Regions from separate parts of the Mus musculus genome. Here region 2 is linked to region 1. A link is a contact called in public promoter capture Hi-C data. All regions are on one chromosome and are shown on one strand. Each heading gives the region's core, a stretch centred on a gene start, on an enhancer-like site or on the middle of the called end of the contact. The rest is flanking DNA. Distances are from core to core; before and after follow the strand shown. Region 1 overlaps Picalm (phosphatidylinositol binding clathrin assembly protein). Region 2 holds the start of Ccdc83 (coiled-coil domain containing 83).

Region 1 (3,927 bases), core at 1,322-3,821:
AGACTATAAATTTGAAGCTTATTTGAAAACAATATTCAGCAGTTAACTTGTATTTCTTTTCCATTTCCATACCTAGTAGGCTTAGGAGGATATATAGTGTTATAAAGATAGTGTATGTTCAATTTGAATCTAGTCTCTATTTGATACGTAGCAGTGAATAGGAGACCATTTCATATTTGATCTTTTTGGGTATTAAAATCATTGATTAATGTTCTTAAATATGCTGAACATAAGCTTTGCTACTGAGCTACATCCCAGTCAAGTCCCACTGCCTTCCTTTGTTTTGGTGCATGTTCATCATTCAGTACCTTTTAGAGATTGTCACTTGTTTATCTTACTTATAAAAGGGAGTATTAAGGTCTTGGTTTTGCATTTTCCCAGATGTTTATGTAGAAAAAGCTGGGTCCTCATAGGTTTGTTTTTGTTTTGTTTTCTTTCTTTCTTTCTTTCTTTCTTTCTTTCTTTCTTTCTTTCTTTCTTTCTTTCTTTCTTTCTTTCTTTCTTTCTTTCTTTCTGTGCTTGTTCATGAGTTTGTTAATTTGTTGAGAATGGGGTTTTATATTCTGTTTTAATTTGAACTTTAAATACACTTTCCTGATCTTTTATATAGAGTGTTCACTGATGAAGAGTAGCTTGTAAGTTCCTTGTTTGCCATGTATAAGTATTATGTCACTTAAGCAGGAAGACAGTTAAACCTAGTATTCGTCTTCTTTTCAAAGATGCTGTGATAGGAATGAAGTTTTTAATGGGTCTTTACATGGTGATGGCTTTAGAGGTTGTTGAAGCTTTTTGATGATGGCAAAGGTTGGTATGCTTGCCACATTCTCTCCACTTGTATATATGTTAAAGCACAAAATTAAATGAGTGTTTTCATTTAAAAAATAAGATTATTTTAAGAGTTTCCTTGGTTCATTAACTAGGCTTCTTTTTTTAATGGAGTACTGCTAGTTTTGTCTAGGGAGGATATGTGTTTTTATTGTGTTGGCAGTGGACATTTTTATGCAAGTCTGACATCATTTAGGTGTCTGAAAGGAAACTGACTTGTGAATGCAGTTTCTGCAATAAATAAGCACTGCTGCCTTTAGATGCTGGCTTAATTCAAGTCCTGAGAATGCGTGGGGCTAATGACTTTCTTGTAGGAAGCAATGACACTTTGCTTTTAGGCTTCATGTGGGGTTTTTAAATTCATTTTCTGGTGTCTTGGCTTCCAACCAATCTTGGATGTTGATAGTGATAGTTCTCAACTGATTTGTCTAGCAGAATCTTCATGAATAATGTTGTTTGGATTTTCAGCAGTACTTTATGCTCATTTATCTTTTCCTACTTATTATTATATAATATTATGAGAAAATTTACTTTGGGAATCAGATTTGGTACCATAAATGAAAAATTGATTCTGTAGCCCTTATTATATACCAGTTAATCATATAAAAAAATATTAGGAGTCTCATCTCTAACCTCTGTTGCTAATAAAACAAGTGTAGCGGAAGGCCTTACTTTCTAGGTTTTCTTTTTTAAAACCTTTATTTCTTGTCTTGTAGCCAGAAAGCATTAATAAAGTCTTGGGTGGCCAAAGTTTTACAATGTCGTCATAGTGAACTTCAGAAGCTCTGAGTGTATAGAAAGTGTGAGACTACATTTGTTTTATAGTGTATGCTAGAAAAGTTTGTAACTTTTTTTCCAAACCTTACTTTCAATGATGGTTCTTAAACGCTTTAACCTCCCTTGTAGCCCACCACCCACCAGAGGTAGTGGGAAAGGAAGGATATGGGGAAGTGAGTGGGCCTGTTTAGAAACATTCTTTGGAGCAGCTCCCGTCTGTGCTGTCTGGAAATTGGCAGTTCAGTTCACAGGTTAGCAGCAGTAGATCAATCCATTCCCAAACATTTCGTGGATCTGCCCGCAGTCTAGTTCGGTAGATTCGGGTCAGCAACAGCGGTGACACGACTTAGCAGACACAGCCAGACCTTGTCACAAGCCTGAGCTTGTCAGTGGGAGAGACCAGCAGGAACATCAGGAGAAGTTCTGTGTTGTGCCTCTCAGGAAAGTGAAGATCAGCTAAGATGTGATCTTTACAGCATTGCATGGCTAACTGTACCAGCAGGCCAAGCTCTGTCATTCTGTATACCCTCCAAACATCATGTATCTTCTGTGTGCCTTGCCTCAGCAGGGATCTTGCTTCAGCACATGCATTCAGTCAATCTAGAGTCCTCAAGTCCCAACAAAGGGAGCTTAATGTTAGCAAAGAATTCTTCATTACACATCCTTTCACATGTTTCTTTAGCCATCCTCTCTCCTGTGTCTGTTTCAGTGAAATGTTCCTTCAGGAGTCTACCTTAGTCTTTCACCTGTATCCATTTATTCTTTCATATGTTTGCCTCAGCAAAACACTATCCAACTGCTTTCCAAAGAACGCTTAAGTTACCACTTCAAAAGTTCCTTTGAAAGTTTCATAATCTCATTTAAAATATATTGTATTATGTCCGGGTATATTGCCTGAGTGTCTATCCATGTTCCTGCCTGATGCTTACAAAGGCCCAAAGAGGGCACCAGATCCCTGGAACTAGAGTTACACAGGTGTGAGTCATCATGTACGATGCCAAGCTGAGAATCTAACCGCAGTCCTCAGGAAGAACAGCAAGTGCTGGTTAACATTGAGCAATCACTTCAGCTCTGATAGCACTTAAACTTCTTTCTATAAGTTAAATATCATGATAGAATTGAGTTGAAATAAATAGGAATTTAAATTTAATTTTAAGAACCAAAAAGTTAACAGCCTTAGAGCCCGAAATATGTGCATTAAGAGTCTATTAGTTTCCAAGGGCAGCAGTAACAAAATATGGCAAGCTCTGTGGATTAATACAGCAGCAGAGTATTTACTTTCTGTCCCAGAGGCTGGAATTCTGAAGCTGTCCTCACATGGTGTCCTCTAGAAGAGTACTTATCCTTGCCTCTTGCTTCTCATAGAGGCAACCAAAGAATGGGACTGCCTTTAATAGAAAACTAATGGCATACAACACAGTATAGTATGTGTGTATTCCCATCTAGTAAGTAGATTTGGATGTGCCACTAGTGATCTGGCTGTGCTCTAAACACCCTGAGACAACTTACGGTTTCTGAGGCTGATTCTCTGGGATCTTGGAATAGTACTGTCTGTTATCGCTAAATATTTCTTGATGACATCAGCTTTAAGAGGATGTGTTTTATTAGTGTTACTATATAAAACACACAAGCTGAGTAATGTGCAGTGAATTGAAATTCGTTTCAATGGGAAATCCAGTGTCAGGCTGCCAGCATGTAGCTAAAGCTTTCTTGGTGCAGTAGAAGGGCAGTGATCATGAACACACAGCCTGAGGGAAGTTCCTATAATAATGAATGAACACACTGGTGTGTGTGTGTGTGTGTGTGTGTGTGTGTGTTCACGTAGAAAATGGTTGGTTGATTTAGGTGCTGAGAATACAGTCCAGTGGTCCAGCACTTGCCTAGCACTCTTAATTGTGAAAGGAAGGAAAGAAGAGAGGGTTAGACAGAAGGAATGGGTAGAACTATTAGTATCAGAATGTAGAACTCTTAAATTCCAACTACATGAACTAGACAAAAGGGCAATGGGTTCATTATTATAGAACTGGATTTGTTCTGTGTGTTCATGGTTTCTCCCCCCCCCCCCCCCAAACCCAACAACAGTTAATTACTTTCTGTTCCAGAGGGGTAAGGGGTGTGTGTATGTGAGAGAGACAGACAGACAGACAGGCAGGTGTCATGCACTGAAACAGCAGCAAAGCATATAACCTTTCATATTTCTATAGGTTGGATTAGTATGTTTCTACACTAATAAACATTAGGTGTAAAAGTAAATTTAAGATGTTAAATTTTAAAATTAGAGACGTTCTAATTTTCTCTTATCTGAATTTGGAGGCAAGTCTGTAC
Region 2 (3,627 bases), core at 354-2,853, 65 kb after region 1:
AATTGTTTCAATATCTTATCTTTTTAGAAATTATTATTTTGTAGGGCTGCTAATAATTAGCTCAGTGGTTGAAAGCACTGGACCTGGGTTCACTTCCCAGCACCCAAGTGGCATCTCACAGCTCTCTGTAACTCCAGTTCCATGGCTTCTGACACCCTCAGACAGACATCTGTGCAGGCCAAACACCAAAGGATATAAAATAAAAATAAATTATATATAGAAGAAATATTATTTTGCTTGTGTGTGTAAGCATGGTGTGCATGTGTTTGCATGTGTGTAGACATGTGTGGGAGCAGGTGCATGTGTACAGGTCGACAGTGGATGTTTTCTTTAACTGCCCTCTGCAGTGTATGTTGAGGCAAGGTCTCACACTTGGACCTATAGCTTGCTAACTCAGCGAGTCCAGCTAGTCAGTGGGTTCTGGGATCCATCTCTGCCTCCCAGACACTGCGATTCCACCATGCCCACCGTCCCAACGTTTCTATGGGCACTGGGGATCTAGAACCTGGTCTATATACTCACACAGCTCACATTTCCCCACTGAGTCATCTCCCCATCCCAGCAAAATTCTTTGGAATTCAAGTGTTCATTTATGCCAGGAACGCTTTTTGACCTAGAGAAGGTTTTCTGTCTCACTAGAATGCACTGTTAACAGAATCAGAAATGCACTCCAGCGTTAAAACAAAATGAAGTTGATTTACTTAAGTCCTTTTACAAGTGGTAATTCCATCTAAAATTACTTTAAAATCCTTCACACGTCTTTTCATATAGACTATATATATGTACATAGTCCCAAATAGTGTGAAAATGCAAAGCTTATTCATTTTAGAAAAGTACCATTAAAACCGTTTGTTGAGATCTATGTGTTTAGAAACATGTAGATGAATGACATTGTCACACATCTTTTGGAGGTATCAAGCTTTCCTCAGCTTGGGAACCACTGGGGACACTAGGAGAAGGAAGGAGAAGTGGAACCTCTGATTCCCCACTAAGTCAGTTCAGCACAGGTTTTGGTCCTGTCTGACCCCCAGTTTCTTTCTCCATCTTTTCCATCTCGTTTCAGAACTGTTAAGAGTATTCATAAAGCTTTGAGGAAATTGTGGAGTGGTAGACAGCAACACAAAGGTCTACTTATTCTGTGAGGTTGGGACTCCAAGACACCAAAGGGATGCTTGAGTCTTGGGATACTACCAATCATTATAGATGCCATCACAGCCTCCGCCCCCTTCCGTACTGTGTACCTATAAACCTGTAACAAAACTTAGTATAAATTAAAGATTAATAATACTGGAATAGAACAGTTATCAGATATGACAAACGTTACTTAAACAAAAATGCTTATTTCAGGCATTTTCCATTTAATACCCACCCCTTAAGCCCATCCATCACAAAGATCCTCAGGTACCTGAAACTGATAAAGGGGGACTACTGCATCAGAGGGCTGGGCATCTACTGAGTTAAGAGACTGCGCTAGGACACCCTGAAGGTTACAAACCTTTAAGTTTAGGGCGGCTAAAACCAGGCAGGTATCCCTGTCTCCAGAGTGGTGAAAGAGGGGCACGGCTTGGAGAACCCTTCTCAACAGTTCTTAACCGCTCAGGAACAACGCTCCGAGGGAAAAACCAGAGGGCGCGACCCCAGGCCCATCTCGTGTCAGGGCAAATCAAGAGGAGGGCGTGTCCGCTGTAGTGGGGGAGGGTTCCTATAAAGTTTTGGGGGCAGACTGAAGAAGTCAGAGGTCACACAAGGATGTTAGCTTTCTCCCAGTATCGTCTCCAGCGTTTTCAGGTGAGAATTCCGGGTTGTGGGCTGGTGGTTCTCAAGTACAAATAGCCCAAAGCACTCTCCCTCCCTCCCTTCCAACCCCATCCGGGTCACTTCCCGCTGTTTTCAAAGCGACTGGCATCTTCATCTACTATCCCATTCTGGTTTAGGCACCATGGCGATTCGCGCGCGCCACCTGGCGGGCATATGAGGAATAGTGCGGGTGAGGGAGTGCATGCAGAGGTTAGGGCAGTGGTCCAGTCCTTTCTTCTTTTCCCCCAAGGCCTCTCTCTCCTCTTTTCGAATTCTCTGTGCTTGGAAGGTGGTGTATGTAAATAGGACTCCAGCTTTGTGCGCATGCCTCGCTCGGGTCATTGCAAGCTTATATTTGCTGATATAAAATGACTCCTCTGTGATTTCAAAACAACTCCCCGGGTGTGGGAAGGGGCAGAACTCCTGTGACAGAGGTGCTCTGCTTTTCTGTCTGCGTTTGTCAGCTTGGTTTAACTCTTCAAGTGCTCACAGGGCAACTTGAGGCACTGAAGTCTTTGCATCTGTCTTCTCATTTTACTTTTAAGCGTTTAACAAAGCAATATAGTGCAGTTCAGCCTCATCCTGAAGGCAGTCTATTAAAGCCTCCCATTTCTCTCATTACACTCCAGTAATTTTCTTTTTTTGGCCTGGGAAGTCAGAAGCCAGGCTCTTTTAGGCCTCCGACTCACTTCCAAGTGATCTAGTTGGCTTAAAAAATAGATTAAAACATAGTAAGGAATTTTTAAAAACCTTTTTTGGTTCTTTGTGAATTTTACATTATGCACCCCAATCCCTCTCATTTCCCCATCCATTCATACTCATCCTTGGCCTTTGTAACCTCCCACCACACAAGATAACAACAACAAAAAAATTACAATTGAAAAAAAAATCAGGCCGGGCAGTGGTGGTGCATGTCTTTAATCCCAGCACTTAGGAGGCAGAGGCAGGTGGATTTCTGAGTTCCAGGACAGCCAGGGCTATACAGAGAAACCCCATCTCGAAAACCCAAACGAACCAACCAACCACACAAAACAACAACAACAAACAAACAAGCCACCTGCCCTCCAAAAATGCCTAGTGGAAGCTGTAGTGTATCACAGCGTGTTATACATCTTTACTTGCAACGAGTCGTTGGTCTGGTTGGAGGCTACTGGCTTTTGCTACACTATCAATACTGGGTCCTTACTGGGACTCCTCTTAGATATCCTGTTGTTGCCCTGTGTCATGAAGAACCTGCAGCTTCGGGTCAGCAGGGCTGGTCACCCCATCCATATAGCGATGGGAAAGCTGTTGGGTTAGATTGAGGATGAGGCGTTTAAGGTCAGCCTGGGCTACATAGGAAGATCTGGGTCTGACTGGTAGCTGAGTTGGTGAACTCACCAGCGTCCGGAAACCCACACCATCAGGGCCAGCTCTCCAGCACTGCTTCAGCGAGCTCACCCAATGCCACAGCCAGCAAGGGGCAGGGTCAGCTCTCCCACCTGCTACAGGTGATGGGGGTGCATCTCTCCTCACCTACGCCACTGCATAGCAGACAAGGGGTGGGGCCAGCTCATGCTCTTGGCTGGTGGGGCTCTAGGTTATAATTTTTAAAAGGTTAATACATTACTATTATATTAGTGACCTAATGAAGGAAGGGAACTGAGGGAGCTAGTTAAGAGAGAGAGAGAGAGAGCGCTGTCATCCTGGGCTACATTGAAGACTTTGTTATAGAAAACCAAACAGAAGAGCAGGTGAGCCAACAGGAGGAACTAAGCTGGGTGTTGTGGCACACACCTTTAATCCCAGCACTTGGGAGGCAGAGGAAGGCGAATTTCTGAGTTCAAGGCC

The links. Promoter capture Hi-C pulls out the DNA fragments that hold promoters and counts their contacts.
Region 2: a promoter capture Hi-C map of macrophages shows a contact between it and region 1, with 7 read pairs. The contact joins the promoter of Ccdc83 here to the enhancer-like site in region 1. A contact is called at or near these places in 11 of 39 promoter capture datasets (the 3T3-L1 cell line, 3T3-L1-derived adipocytes, HPC-7-derived erythroid cells and 7 more), 31 of 484 Hi-C or Micro-C datasets (the AML12 cell line, the C2C12 cell line, the HPC-5 cell line and 20 more), 4 of 115 datasets of contacts at active chromatin or transcription factors (bone marrow-derived dendritic cells, embryonic stem cells, fibro-adipogenic progenitors and 1 more) and 4 of 9 other capture datasets (adipose tissue, liver, macrophages and 1 more).

Annotation. Positions count from the first base shown.
Region 1 is chr7:90,197,855-90,201,781 of GRCm38.p6, forward strand. All of the region lies in intron 19 of Picalm (phosphatidylinositol binding clathrin assembly protein), which reads left to right. Among named protein-coding and RNA genes, the nearest start is that of Ccdc83, 66 kb to the right of the region's middle. Within about 2 kb of position 2,572, at least 13 of the 459 cell types and tissues checked have an H3K27ac peak or open chromatin away from gene starts, as enhancers often do.
Region 2 is chr7:90,263,829-90,267,455 of GRCm38.p6, forward strand. Ccdc83 (coiled-coil domain containing 83) reads right to left here and starts at 1,604. Exons shown (of 11, transcript NM_183293.1): 1 at 1,496-1,604.